Regions from separate parts of the Mus musculus genome. Here region 1 is linked to region 2. A link is a contact called in public Hi-C data. All regions are on one chromosome and are shown on one strand. The core of a region is the stretch at or near the end of the contact, and the rest is flanking DNA. Distances in the headings are between cores, read along the strand shown. Region 1 holds the start of Ust (uronyl-2-sulfotransferase). Region 2 overlaps Ust (uronyl-2-sulfotransferase).

What was found. A called contact is a pair of places that touch in the nucleus more often than the background predicts.
Region 1: a contact with region 2 is called in a Hi-C map of uterus, with 4 times the contacts expected there. The contact joins the promoter of Ust here to the enhancer-like site in region 2. A contact is called at or near these places in 3 of 15 datasets of contacts at CTCF or cohesin (CD8 T cells and the NIH/3T3 cell line), 12 of 484 Hi-C or Micro-C datasets (the C2C12 cell line, adipose-derived mesenchymal stem cells, conventional dendritic cells and 4 more), 9 of 115 datasets of contacts at active chromatin or transcription factors (CD8 T cells, the NIH/3T3 cell line, SST interneurons and 6 more) and 3 of 9 other capture datasets (adipose tissue, embryonic stem cells and pancreatic islet).

What each region holds. Positions count from the first base shown.
Region 1 is chr10:8,516,102-8,522,495 of GRCm38.p6, reverse strand. Ust (uronyl-2-sulfotransferase) reads left to right here and starts at 3,671. Exons shown (of 8, transcript NM_177387.3): 1 at 3,671-4,346. The coding sequence starts at 4,097.
Region 2 is chr10:8,388,937-8,395,407 of GRCm38.p6, reverse strand. It overlaps Ust (uronyl-2-sulfotransferase), which reads left to right. Exons shown (of 8, transcript NM_177387.3): 2 at 4,477-4,520. Among named protein-coding and RNA genes, the nearest start is that of Ust, 130 kb to the left of the region's middle. Within about 2 kb of position 3,902, at least 33 of the 459 cell types and tissues checked have an H3K27ac peak or open chromatin away from gene starts, as enhancers often do. A contact at or near this core is called in the NIH/3T3 cell line, adipose tissue, adipose-derived mesenchymal stem cells and 3 more, where this site is marked.

The sequences.
Region 1 (6,394 bases), core at 2,422-4,921, 130 kb before region 2:
ATTAGCAATCATAGTATGTTAAGTTATGAGAATATTAATAAAATTCGGCACAATTTTGTGTTGAGTATATGTACTATCTTGTTAAGATAAAGATACCATTTATTAAAATAAATTATTATTATTTTAATTATTTGAGCTTTCTAGAAACGTCATTTATAGGATTTTGAAGAACAGGGTTTTATTGGAGCAGGTAAGTTTCTCTTGATAAAAAGACCAATCATTTTTCCCCTATATAAGACTTCTTTATCTCTCATCTTTCTCTCTGTACGTTTTTAAAAGATGTCTAGGCCAGTGATACTTTAAAAGATCAGATCTCTTTTGTTCAGTGCACAATTCTTGTTAGTTTGTTCTCATACCTTTGCTATTGCTTGTGTGTGCGTATGTGTATGTGAATGTGCACACATGTGCACAGATTTGTGATTATGTGTGTATCCGCAACTTTGGCGGTCAGAGGACAACTTCTGTCCTGTTCTTCCGATCCTGTTTAATCTTTATGCATCTTTCTTTCTTTCTTTCTTTCTTTCTTTCTTTCTTTCTTTCTTTCTTTCTTTCTTTCTTTCTTTCTTTCTTTCTCTCTCTCTCTCTCTCTCTCTCTCTCTTTCTTTCTTTCTTTCTTTCTTTCTTTCTGTGATTCTTTCTTTCATTTTTGCTTTTTTGGCTTTGCTTTGTCTTTGAGACAGGGTCGCTAGTTGGTTGGTAACTCACCATGGAGGCTGGGCTGGCTGCCAGTGAGGCCCAGAGATCCACCTGTCTCCCCCGCGGCGGCAGCAATGGCATTACAAACACAGGCTCCCATGTCTGTCTTCCATTCTGTGGGTTCTGGAGATTAGGCTTAGGCCCTCAGGCTTTACCCTTCCACACTAGAAACGGAAGCCATTGCCTTGTGTGAACGAAAACAAGGGCTTGACCACTAGACTACACTGCTGCTCCCCCACCCCCTGATGGTTTTGTTTTCTTTTTAATTTCTACATTCACTTATTTTCTCCAACGTGTCTCCTTCCCAATCAGATTACCTAGAGCAAGCAGGCCCTTTCCCCACAGAATGTTGACAGCTGGCTCCAGACACCAGGGGTGGGATTGTAAACCCAGAGGGTCTTACACACATTCTTTTACACAGTGACTGTTTGGATCACAGGGCCAGGCTCTGCTCCAGGACCAGATTGTCAGAAGAGGTCTCTAAAACATTAGGAAGATTGCTTGGCAACTCCCATCTCCTGGCCTGTCTTTATCAACTCAGAAATTATTAATTGGGAGTCTATTCTGGGCCACTCATTGTACTGATGAAAGTAATTCACACTAATGAGCAATGACTGATGGGCTTAATTCTCTAAGGGACAGTCACATCTCTAAAGTGTACACATGAATCCGGACAAATCCCCCATTGCTGGGGTGAATGTGACACAGGCCATTAGCACTCCAGTTAGGGGTTCTTGTGACAAACAAAGGGCTTCTGTTCTACTTGGTGTCCCAAACAGCACTCCTAGACCTTAGACAGTGGCCAGGAGAATGCAGGGCAGGGCAGTTTGTGCCCGTGCAGGAGTGACTCTGAGAGTGTAGCTGTGTGTGGTGCTGCCCACCTCATAACTCTCGGCTTGTGTCGTCTTCACCTATGGTCGAACTTGTGGACGAGGAAGTTCATATTCAGGTGGTGGGTAAGCCACGTTTGCTCAGTTTGAGCTCCTGTTGCTGTGAGAAATAACTTGACCACAGGCAACTTTAGGGAGGGAGGGGTTAGTCGGCTTATAATTCAAAATCACATTTCCTCATTGAAGGAGCTCAAGAGAGGAACTTGAAGACAGGGCTATTTGCTATTCCATATGGTACTAACCCTGACCACTGACCTCACTTCCTAGCCAAAGAAGTGTGACTGGACCTATGGAGAATTTTGTTTGCTGGCTCATGCTCTTTTAGACGGTCCAGAACCATCTGCCTAGGGAGTCGTGTGCTTCACAGTGGGCTGGGCCCTCCCACATTAAATAACAACGGGGCAGTCCTCCACAGGTATTCCCATAGGCTGATCCAGTGTAGGCAAGTCTTTAATTGACATTCTATCCCGTGATTCTAGGTTGTGACATGTGACTTTTAAAACTAACCATCATGCATTCTGTCCTCTAATTGTGAATTCTTGCTCCCAGGATCCCATTTCTCAATTTTCTGTGGAATAATCTCTGGATGGATAATGTTTTAAAAGTTTTCAGGAGAACAGTCGTGGAGCTATGAGGCTCTTAACTGCCCCACATCTCCTGATTACTGGACTATTTAGAATGATTTGGGGATCAGAGTTGAGAGGCATCGGAATTGTGTGGCCTGAGCTAAATGCTGTTTTCTAATCCCAGGGAAACCATGAAGAAATCTGCCCAGTGTCATGCTGCAGTGGTTAATATATCTGTCTTGTTCACAGTCCTACCTACCTGCTTATGTCACTAAATGTCACTTCTGTTTCCAACTTAACTCAGCTTGGAAAAGAAAAACATTATTGGAGAACTGTCTCCAACAGATTGTTTTTTTGCTCCTGTCTGGGGAGCATTTTCTTGATTGCTAATTGATGTAGGGGGGCCAGGCCACAGCAGGCAGAGAGCCGTTCCTAAGCAGGTGGCCCTGGACAGTACAAGAAAGACGGCGGAAGGTGAACCTAGAACCCGCGTAAGCACATTTCTCCAGTTTCTGCTCCAGTTCCTGTCTCTAGGTTCCTCCTGCCTCACCTTCCCTCCACAATGGACTGTAACTGGTAAGCCAAACAAATTCTTTTTTTCCTCCATGTTATTTTGGGTCATGATGTTTATCACAGCAACAGAAAAACAATCTAGGACACTGGAATCACAATGTAACTCTTAGGCCATATCACTTGTGTATCTGGTGATTTGTAAAAACAAAAACGATTAAGTGTGTTTGATAGAGCAGCCCTGTTCTCGGATAGGTCTCTGGGAAGCTCCGTGGGCTCTTTCAGTTCTAGAAACTTCCCAGCGGTGGGAAGAGAGATGGTGAAACAGGTCTGTGAAGGCACAGAGCCTTCTCCTTTTATATCTGCTGTAAGGTCTTCCTCCAGTCAGTGGAGTACCCTTGTTTTCAGTGGAGTGCTTGTAAGACGAGGGAGGGCAAGAAAAAAGCGCCCTCTGATTCTGAGCCAAGGGCGTGAGCTATGCCTGGCTCTGCCGAAACCACCCACCTCTTGCCTTTTACCGTCCCGGCTAGGTCTTGAACCCATATCCCAGCACATTTTATATCGGCTTTTGGTAGGTGGGTCGCTTGGGATATAGAAAGAGAATCAAGTTCCCCAAATGAAAAGACAAACGTAGTCAAATCCTCCAAGGCGACTGTTTACGAGAGGGAAGTCAGCGGGCCCCAAGAGGTCGCTGGTAGCGCAGGAACCGAGACCAGATTGTAGAGAATGGAGGAGGAAAAAAAAAAAATCCACGCACCCAAAAACTTTCTTCCTTGTTGCTGATCCTCGGCCCCCTCCTCCCTCCCTGCCCGCCCCAGCAGAAGCCGTAATGTGACACCGAGTCCAGCGTCGAGCCCAGGGTTGGAGAGGGAAGGGAGGGCCGGGGAGGGAGGAGAGCGGGCCGTCTCGCGCCAGAGAGAAAGGGGAGGGGAGGAGAGGCGAGGAGGGAGGGAAGCCCCTGTCAAGGAGGTGGAGCGAGAGGGTGGTGTCCGCCTCCCGATCCTCCCTGCCTTGAGCTAGCCGAGCCTGAACTGGGACCAAACACACCGCCCGCGACCCACACAAAGCCCGGGGGGTCCACGCTGGCGCTGGAGGCGAGCCGGGAGCGAGCCCGGGGCGCGGCGGGACTTGGGGCGCAGGGCTGCTACGGGACGCGGGGCTGCTAGCAGGACGCGCGACCAGGCGTGGGTTGCGATCGCCACCCCCACGGCGGGGCCCGGGACATTTTGGGCCCTTTGGGGCCGCAGCGAGCGGTGGGGACCAAGACGAGCAGAGTACCCTGAGCCCGGCAACTTCGGCCCCTCCCCGCCCCCACCCGGCTGCCCTCAGCGCGTCCCTCTCCATGTGCAGACAGCCGGCTAGGCGCTCCGGCTGGCGGCGGATGGGTGACCTCTTCCTGGCCGGGGCGGGCTGTTCGAGGCGGCGGAGCCGGCGATGAAGAAGAAGCAGCAGCAGCATCCCGGCGGCGGCACGGATCCCTGGCCCCATGGGGCCCCTGTGGGGGGCGCCCCTCCGTGCCTGGGCAGCTGCAAGCGCCGGATCCCGCTGCTGCCTTTCCTGCGCTTCTCCCTCCGGGACTACGGTTTCTGCATGGCTACCCTGCTGGTCTTCTGCCTGGGCTCCCTCTTCTACCAGCTCAGCGGGGGACCCCCTCGCTTCCTGCTCGACCTGCGGCAGTATTTGGGTAGGGAAGGGCTGCGCCAGCCCCGCAAAGTTGGGCACTCGGGGAAAGGGTGATAAGCGGGGAACATCTAAAGCTGTCACGGCCACCACGGTCCCCGAGGCTCCCCAGGTGGGATGCCACTGAGCATCCCTCAGTGAGGCAGCTGGGAGCGCCTGCTTCCTACAGTACTCTGGGCTGCCCGCAGCGACGGGGGACTCCGGGCAGGTGTCCCAAGCCCGGACACCACGTACCTGTCCCCGAATCGCCACTCCAACTGGGGCAGAATAGACATGTGCATGTTTGTGAATATTTGTGTGTATGCTGGCCTGGCGGTGCGTGCACAGTCCTCTCTAGGATGTGGTTAACAACTTACAATCCTGTCCCGTCTGGCTTTTCCCTTCTGAGTTGTGTGGGCTGGTTTAACCCCGCTTTCCAGTCACTTTTAGATATTCTATCCACTGGGTCCCCCGTTTGTGAGTTGGCCCAGGTGATTCCAGTCTTTCCCTAGGTTGGTTTGTTCCTTGGCAGCACCTGCGCACCCCGCGGACTGCAGCGAGAGTGCGGGAGAAATTGGGGCTGTTTCTAGGTGCCAGTCAACTGTGCCGCCTTCGAAATTCCGCCCCGTATGTGTCTTAAGTCAACTTTTTTTTTTTTCTTTTTGGTTCGTGGCTGAAAAAGGAAGAGGTTGGAACCCAAGAAAACAGATTTCAGTGAGGTATGACCTCGCTGCTCTCTCATCCATGATTCTGAGTGCCAAGGCTTGGCCAGCACTCGCTCAGGTCCCAGGGATGATGCTGGCTCCTGTGCCTTGGCTGAGGGAGGGTGTAAATTCCTTGACTTCTGTGGCCAGGAGAGGTCGTGCGGGGGTTGTCTCTGAGGTGGTTTGAGTGGAAGAACCTACCGTGGTCATCTGCAGGTCCAGAGTCAGTTCAGGTGGAGACTCCATCAAAGTGCTGGGACCAGAATGGGCTGCCCAAGACTCATACAGTTACCTCAAAGGTCCCTTCCCTTTTGGTTCGTGGCTGAAAAAGAAAGAGGTCTCACAGAAGTCTCAGGTCTAGTAACAGCAGGCCTGTTTGGAAGGAAAAACAAGAAAACCACAAAACCACACCAACAAAGGGTGTTTGGGAGTAGTGTAAACTGATAAAATTGCATTGCTTCCAGGGACAGAAGCTCGGATTTTTAAGAGTTAAAATCTCATTTCAGTAAAAACATTGGGGATACTGTGACTTCACAAGAACTGATACGGAAGATTAAAGAAAAATATTGCCTCGGTCAAATTTCCGAAGCACAATTCTTAGCATGTGGCTTTATGGTTTTGGGTTAATAAGCCCTTTTTATTGGTGAGTGTAACCTCTTCATTCTCTGCCATTCTGCCTTCTGGGTCTTGAGTCTTATCTTCCGTGCTTTCAGACACCTGCTCTTGCTCCTGGTAACGTCACCGTCACTATCAGGATCTAGTGCCCACTAGTATTGGGAAGTGATGAAGCTCAGGGCTGTTCTTCCATAGAATCTGATTGTGTGTCACCCATCACCAAAAGTTCCTTTTAAGTTAAGTGTGGCGGTCTGCTGCATGGAGGGAACTGTGCTGGGTGGGGCTGGAAGACCCATTCTATCCTAGGAGTGCTTTCCTTTGAGCTCCAGCTTTACAGCTTTGGCTCTTCATGGTGTAATTAGGGGCTCTTACAGTTTTGTGGTTCTCTTACCCTTTATGTGAAAAGGGAAACACAGGTGTGCTGAGAAGCAAGGGTGTTTGAAGGATAGAATCGAGAAAGTTCAGGGTCTTTGGTAGTCACCTGTTTTATTATGTGAGTCTCTGTTCTGGTATGCGAGACCTGATGAATATGGGATCAGCTGGTGGAAGAGAGAGCTGGCAGGCAGAGCTGGGCACTGAGGGCTGCCGTTGTCTTTACTAACTGACCATTACTTTTCTGATGGATGTGCGAGGTGGGTTAGACATGTCATCTTTGTGAACTGAAAACAGGAGACTCCTGCAGGTCTCTTCCTGTTGTTTGCTCACATACATAAAATAATGGTTTTCAGGGAAGGTGGTCTTTAGAGTGGTCTAA
Region 2 (6,471 bases), core at 2,653-5,152:
AAGGAATTTTAGAGTCTGGGAAGGGTTTAGAGTGAGCTTCAAGGTGACCTTTGCTGATCACTTTTCAGGAAGCCGGTAGCCTGCCAACCTCTTTATATTTTCTTTATAACCTCTGAAGCAACTGTTACCTATGCTTGTTTGGTCAGCGTCCCCCTTGGAGTTGACACTTGTGCTGAAATCACTCCTCACCATGATGAAGGTGACCCCTGATTAAGATGAGCCTGGAAAGGATACCATCCTTTTTTGCGTCTAGAAAATTGGATTTGGCCTGAGTTATAAAATATATTATTTGTGTTATAGCTCAGTGGTTCTCAGGCCTGGCTAGACATTAGAATTACCTAAGGAACTTTTTTAAGAATACCAACGGCCTGGGACTTTTTCCAGAATAATTAAATCAGAGCTGCAACGGCTGGAGCCTGGCATCGCATCTCGGTCCTTCAAACCTCTGTGAGCAAGTGGAGTGTGCAGCAAGGGATGGCAGACCTGAGAAGATGGGGATGCACTGAGACGGCTCCTGCCCTAGAAAGGCAATTAGTATTGCTAGTGAAGACATATTAGGTGCCGACTGTATGCAGACATTGTTCTCAGGGTTTCCATAGGACAGCAATAACCTCATGTTTTCCTTATAAGGCGCGAGCTTCTTTTGTTTGCAGGCGCACACTGAGGAAACCTTTGAGGATGTAGAGTATTGCCATCTGAGTAGAATGATATTCTTTTGACATTACACCCTGCTACAAAAGAATGTTTAATCTGCTCACTGCATATATCTGATCTTCTATATCAAGCCTCATATCATCTTTTCATATCAAGTGTCAGTGGCCCTCTTGTGATTAGCCTGTTAGTTCTGCCAATAGAGATCACCATGGCTCTCATCACTGGTGGTGATAGCATTGGGATAACATAGCAAACAGCCACGAGTCCAGATCCTTGCCCTCCTGGTTCCCAGTGTCAGCCCTCACCCAAGTGTTCTAAAATTAATCATTGCTGAAAAGAGTTTATAAGGAGAGAAACCCTGATAACACAGGGCACGGGAGACTCTGGGGGTAATGAGCTCAGCTGACCGTTTAAGCTGTAACTCCCACATACTGAGAGGGAACCCATTTGCAAGGTTTCTCTTATGGGCTTTCAGAGATGACTCCATCCTGAAGTTGGCAAGTGTACGGTGGGATTTAGAGAGAGGCCCATGAATGTGGTGTCAAGCAAGCATGTCGTACTTAGCCTTCCTCTCTTCTTTAACCTGTCCAGAATTCAGCTCCAGGCCCAAAGGCCGCAAGGACTTGCATTGACAACTCTCTAAAAATTAGGACTAGGCATAATCATCTGCAAGGCCGAGCAGCTTTGTTACCTGGGAGCCTGTTCTGGGCAAAACATTTTGATAACAGCCCGCCCCTTGATGTCTGTAGTGAACAAGTTAATCTGCTGCTTTTTCAAATACCTGGCAATTGTGTTTACCTTGCCATATGCAAACTTAATATCCTAGATTAAAAAAAATACCTCCATGTAAGTACCAAGAAATTACAGTCACATCTTAAGAGTTGGCTGTGCATACCACAGAAATACCTGTCTCCCTGTAGCCACCCCTACCTGAACCTGTGTTGCTGGTGAAAAGCATTTGGTGCTTCTGGGTTCTGATAAGCCAAGGAAAGGCATGTGTAATGATCTGCTAACGTAATTATGGACTCATGGTCAAGCGCCAGCTGGGATGAACCCTGTTCCATTCCTGTGTGCTGAGAGAAGGGTTAACTAAAGTTGACTCATTCCTTCAGAACACTATCTGGTTTTGAAAGTCTTCTGTAATGAAGGGAGGGAGGGAAGAAAAAAAAGGAGGAGAAAGATAAGAAGATAATAAATGCTAAGATGTGGTGCATCCTGTGAGTGGGGTGTAGCAACAGTAGTCAGACTGTGAGGGCCTGGTGTCTGCTGTGTTTGCTGGCTGTATAGCCTAGCAGAGAAGCCTGGGTCACTTTATAAGGTCTCTTTTTAGGGACAACCATCTTTTCAAAGCCTGTAGGGACTGATTGGATGGCTCAACACTTAAGAATGTTGGCTGTTCTTATATAGAACCCAAATTGGTTTCCCAACACCCACACTGGGCAGTTCACAACTATCTATAAGTCTAGCTATAGAGGGCATCCAGTATCCTCTTCTGTCCTCCAAGAGAACTCACACGCATGCACTTATACTCATAACAAACACATAGATACAAATAAAATAAATCTTTAAAGAGAATTACTTAAAGTGCTTGGCAAATAGTAAGCCCTTGGTCAAAGGTATTATATCATCTAAAGGTCAAGATAGAAACTTTATTCTTATTTGGCACTAGGTCTTTCTGTGGTTTCAGAAGTGTTCTGGAAATGGTGACTAAACAGAAGAGGATGCTGGGAAAACAAGTGCATGCTGGGATTAGCTTAACCATTTCTGTCCAAGGTCTAGGGACACCATTTCTGTCCAAGGTCTAGGGACATCTGGCATACTCATCAGAACCTCTAGGCCTTGAGCTATATATATCAATAGTGTTTTAGAATTTTAGGAACATTTTGTTGTTGATGCCATCCTTGATTTTTGAGCAGGGTACCTGGAGAACATAGTGAATGGAGTGTGGTGAGATTTGTCACATTCTCCAGGGGAAAGACACATTCCTACAATGAACAACTATACTGCTTGCATTATTATAGGCTATTCCTGAACACTCTTCTAGACATAGGTAACTGTGTTTAGACATACTATCTTATTGAGTCTGATGTTGATCTTCCTCCTGGTATGTGTGCCTGGTGGAAGTTAGCACAGTAATAAGCCTCTAACAAACTGTCCCTCGTGCTCACATTAAAAGGGTTCCTCCTACCTTGTGCTGTGCATGGCAGGCATTTGTGTTTAAATGCCTTGTAGTTTAAAGTAGACCTTGCTGTCTGCTTAATATACACACATGGCCAACTAGAGTACAGCCGCTGTGGACATGAGGTGGGTTTTAAATCAGAGGACTACAAAGCAAAAGAGACAGATAATGACTCAGAGTGGAAAAATCTGTATGCCAAACCCCACTTATTTATTGCTTTTGGAAAACTATCCCCAGTTGAATTGTCCCTGGCTTAAAACTCTGCTCCCCCTTTTAATTCCAGTTTTCTAAGTTATTTTTATGGTGCCCTGTCAAAAGCACCTTTCATCTACTCAAAGTAGGATGTTTATCACATTCCCTGATCTATTATTTATAAGTAGCTTGCGCTCCTGGTTTCTTCTGCATTGCTTCCCATTTCAAATCCCATTGTCCTGCTTTGCAGGTGGAGATTTCCCTGGGTTAATGAGTACCCCAGTTGGCTAGGAGCTTCCAAGTAGATGTTTTTATATGGTCCAGTGTCGCCAAGTAGCAACATGTGCAGTGCCCAGGCTACAAACCAGTCAAGATAGCAAGATACTTGGCTGTTCAAATGAGCAGATGTCCACACACACTCTAGAAAACTCAAATCTTCCATCCTGTCTGCAGTGCAAATAGCTATATTGTCATAAGCAAGTGATTGGAGTCCTCTAGGTCTCTGTTTTCTCTTCTTGGAAATGGGAGCAGTTCTAACCCACCTCTGAAACTTGAACCTACTAAAGCAGTATTTATAAATAAAAACACTTAGCCAAGCTTTCCAGTCTTTTTTAGTTCTGTGTGTGCACACGTGTCATCAACATAGGCACATATGGTCTACATTAAGATGTCTTGTTTAAAGAGTTCTCCACCTTTATGGAGACCGGGTCTCTCTGTGAACCTAGATCTCTCTGTTCTAGTAGACTGGCCAGCCAGTGAGCCCCTGGGATCTGCCTATCTCCACCCTGCCAGCACTGAGGTTGCAGGCTGTTACCACATGCCTGGAGTTTTAAGAGGGGGTAGGGATCCAAACACAGGCTCTCATTTCTGAGCGGCCAACAAGCTCCCGACTGAGTCATCTCTCAGCCCTCTGAATCTTTTGTACTCATTAGGAAGCAATAACCATGTACTATGAAAACACACCAGCAGGTGGCTATTAATCCCATTCAAGCTAAGCTGAGAAGATGAAGGGAAGTTGGCAATTCAAGGCAAACTGGAGAAACAGTGCCTGGTCTACAAAGCCTGGTTCTTGGCGGCACCTGCACCACTTGATTCCCCAGAACAAAAGCACATTTGCAGAGCTACTGAAACTGGACTTTGGGAGTGGGCTGGGCAGTCAGTGTGATAACAAGTCCAGCAGGGAATGGATGCTCACCAAGTTTAAGACCCAGTGGTCCAAAATAAATTCAGCAGGTATTGGATGTGTGCTTCTGCCTGTGAATGTTTGTGTGCCTGAATACCCATGTGTGTCCCCGCCCAAACTAACCAGATGTGTAACATCTGTCTGAATAGAAATATATCTAGGACACTTTCCCCCCACCTCCTCCCACCTCCCTTTTTTGACAGTTTTGCACTAGCTTATTTTGGGGGCTAAAATGTTTAACACTCAATGTTCTTCTTTTCCCCCCTAGGAAATTCCACTTACTTGGATGACCATGGACCACCTCCTAGTAAGGTAAGGCCTGTGGCATTCATACACGTGCGCTCTAGCATAGCTTCTGGGCATCTAGTGAACCCAGCCAGGTCCCTCCTAGCCAGGAGTCATTCACAAGCAGCCAGTAGCTAGATGGTGTGAAAAGAATCATCAGCTTTAATGATGAGGGACCTGAAGAGCCTGAAGATGACCCAAGTGACAAGGGAGGAGAAGCCATCACTCTTTCTGTTCTTGTAGCCACCTGCATGTTGTGGCCCTGGACTTACTGCAGACCTTTGCCAATCCCGTCTGCATCGCTGCCTTGTTGTTCCTGGAGTTGATTGGTTTGTTTGGTTGACTTCTCATGTGAGGTGCATGGTGGAGCTCCCATGGGGTTGGGCCTCGGGGCTAGTGCTATTTCTATCAGACTCTCTCTGGCCTGCTCTAAGTGTATTACTGCAGTCAAGCCCCAGGAATGTCCTCCGGAGTCCAGTGTGCTGGCTGTGCCCACTTCACTCTTCCTATGAACAGTTGTACTTAACTGTTTGGTGACAGAAAAGTTCGTAAATATAATTTCCCACCACTCTATACTCTCTTGAGCTTGAAGAAAGCCAAGAGCAAACTCCCTAAAATTGTGTGTGTGTGTGTGTGTGTGTGTGTGTGTGTGTGTGGTGGGGGAACAGGATGAAAATGATCTTGGGGTGTGAGAAAAATACATGTAATTCAATGGACTCTCCTTATTCTATTATTATTATCATTATCATTATCATCATTATTATATTTGCTTTACATCCCTCTCCTCCTAGTCCTCCTCCCACCCCCTCCACTCCTCCTCTGAAAATGGGGAGCCCTCCAGAGTTACCCCTCACCCCCCAACTCATCAAGTCACTGCAAGACTAGGTGCATCCTAGACAAGGCAGCCCAGTTAGGGGAACAGACAGGATCCATAGGCAGGTAACAGATTCAGGGGCAGCCCCCATTCCAGTTGTTGGGGGACCTGCATCACGACGAAGCTGCACATCTGCTACGTATGTCCAGGGACTAACTCTCATTATTTAAAACGCAGGTCTCTTATGATTTTTTTTCTGTTGTTGCAAGCAATGATGCTAACTGGTCAGCCCCCAGAAGAGGAAGTCGCAATTGACAAAATCAAAAGTTAGTCACCATATACCCGTCAGTCTTATTTTAGCAGTTTTTATAGCTAGGATCCTGAAGCCTAGATGTCCTTATGCTTGGTTTCTTCATCTTTGACCCCTGAAGGCAATGTCTGCCCAGTACAGGTATAACACAATAGAAGATGTTTAGACCTCCACCACACATTCGAGCATGCACTTCGCAAGTAGATTTTTTTTCTTTCTTTTTTTTTTTTTACTTTTTAACTCTCTTCTTATGAAATTATTTTGATTAGAAAAAAAAAGGTAGATTTTTCTTCTTGTTGTTTTTGTTGTTGCTGTTTCGAGAGACAGAGTTCCACGCGGGCTGGAGCTGGCCATGACCTCACCTTGGATCTTATCTATAGAACACTCTGACTGCATCTGCCATCTCACTAAGTTTTCCTTTATGTGATGCTTGGGGTCGAAGCCCTGGACCTCAAGCATGCTAGGCAAACACTCTTGCAGCTGAGCTACACACCCAGCCCCTTGACAAAATATTTCTGAAAGGGTAATAGTACTGCCACTTTGTATGACACTGACTGAATTACTTAATATTCTGAGCCTCAGTTTTTTCCCCTGGTGGACTTTTTCTAAAATCACAGCCTAGAGCATAGGATGTCTGAACAGCATTCAGCACGACATGGAAAAGTGACGGTCAGTAAATCAGCAGTGGCCTGTGCTTACTTGACGGGGATAACATTAAGGTTATAGAGGAATTGTAGAGTAGAATTCGCCCTAATTGAAGGGTGCCCTGCTGTTTGATCCAGTGTGTGCCTTTGGGTTGTTTGGGATGTTACAGACAACAGAAATACAAAGGGAAAACAACAAGGAAAATGGCC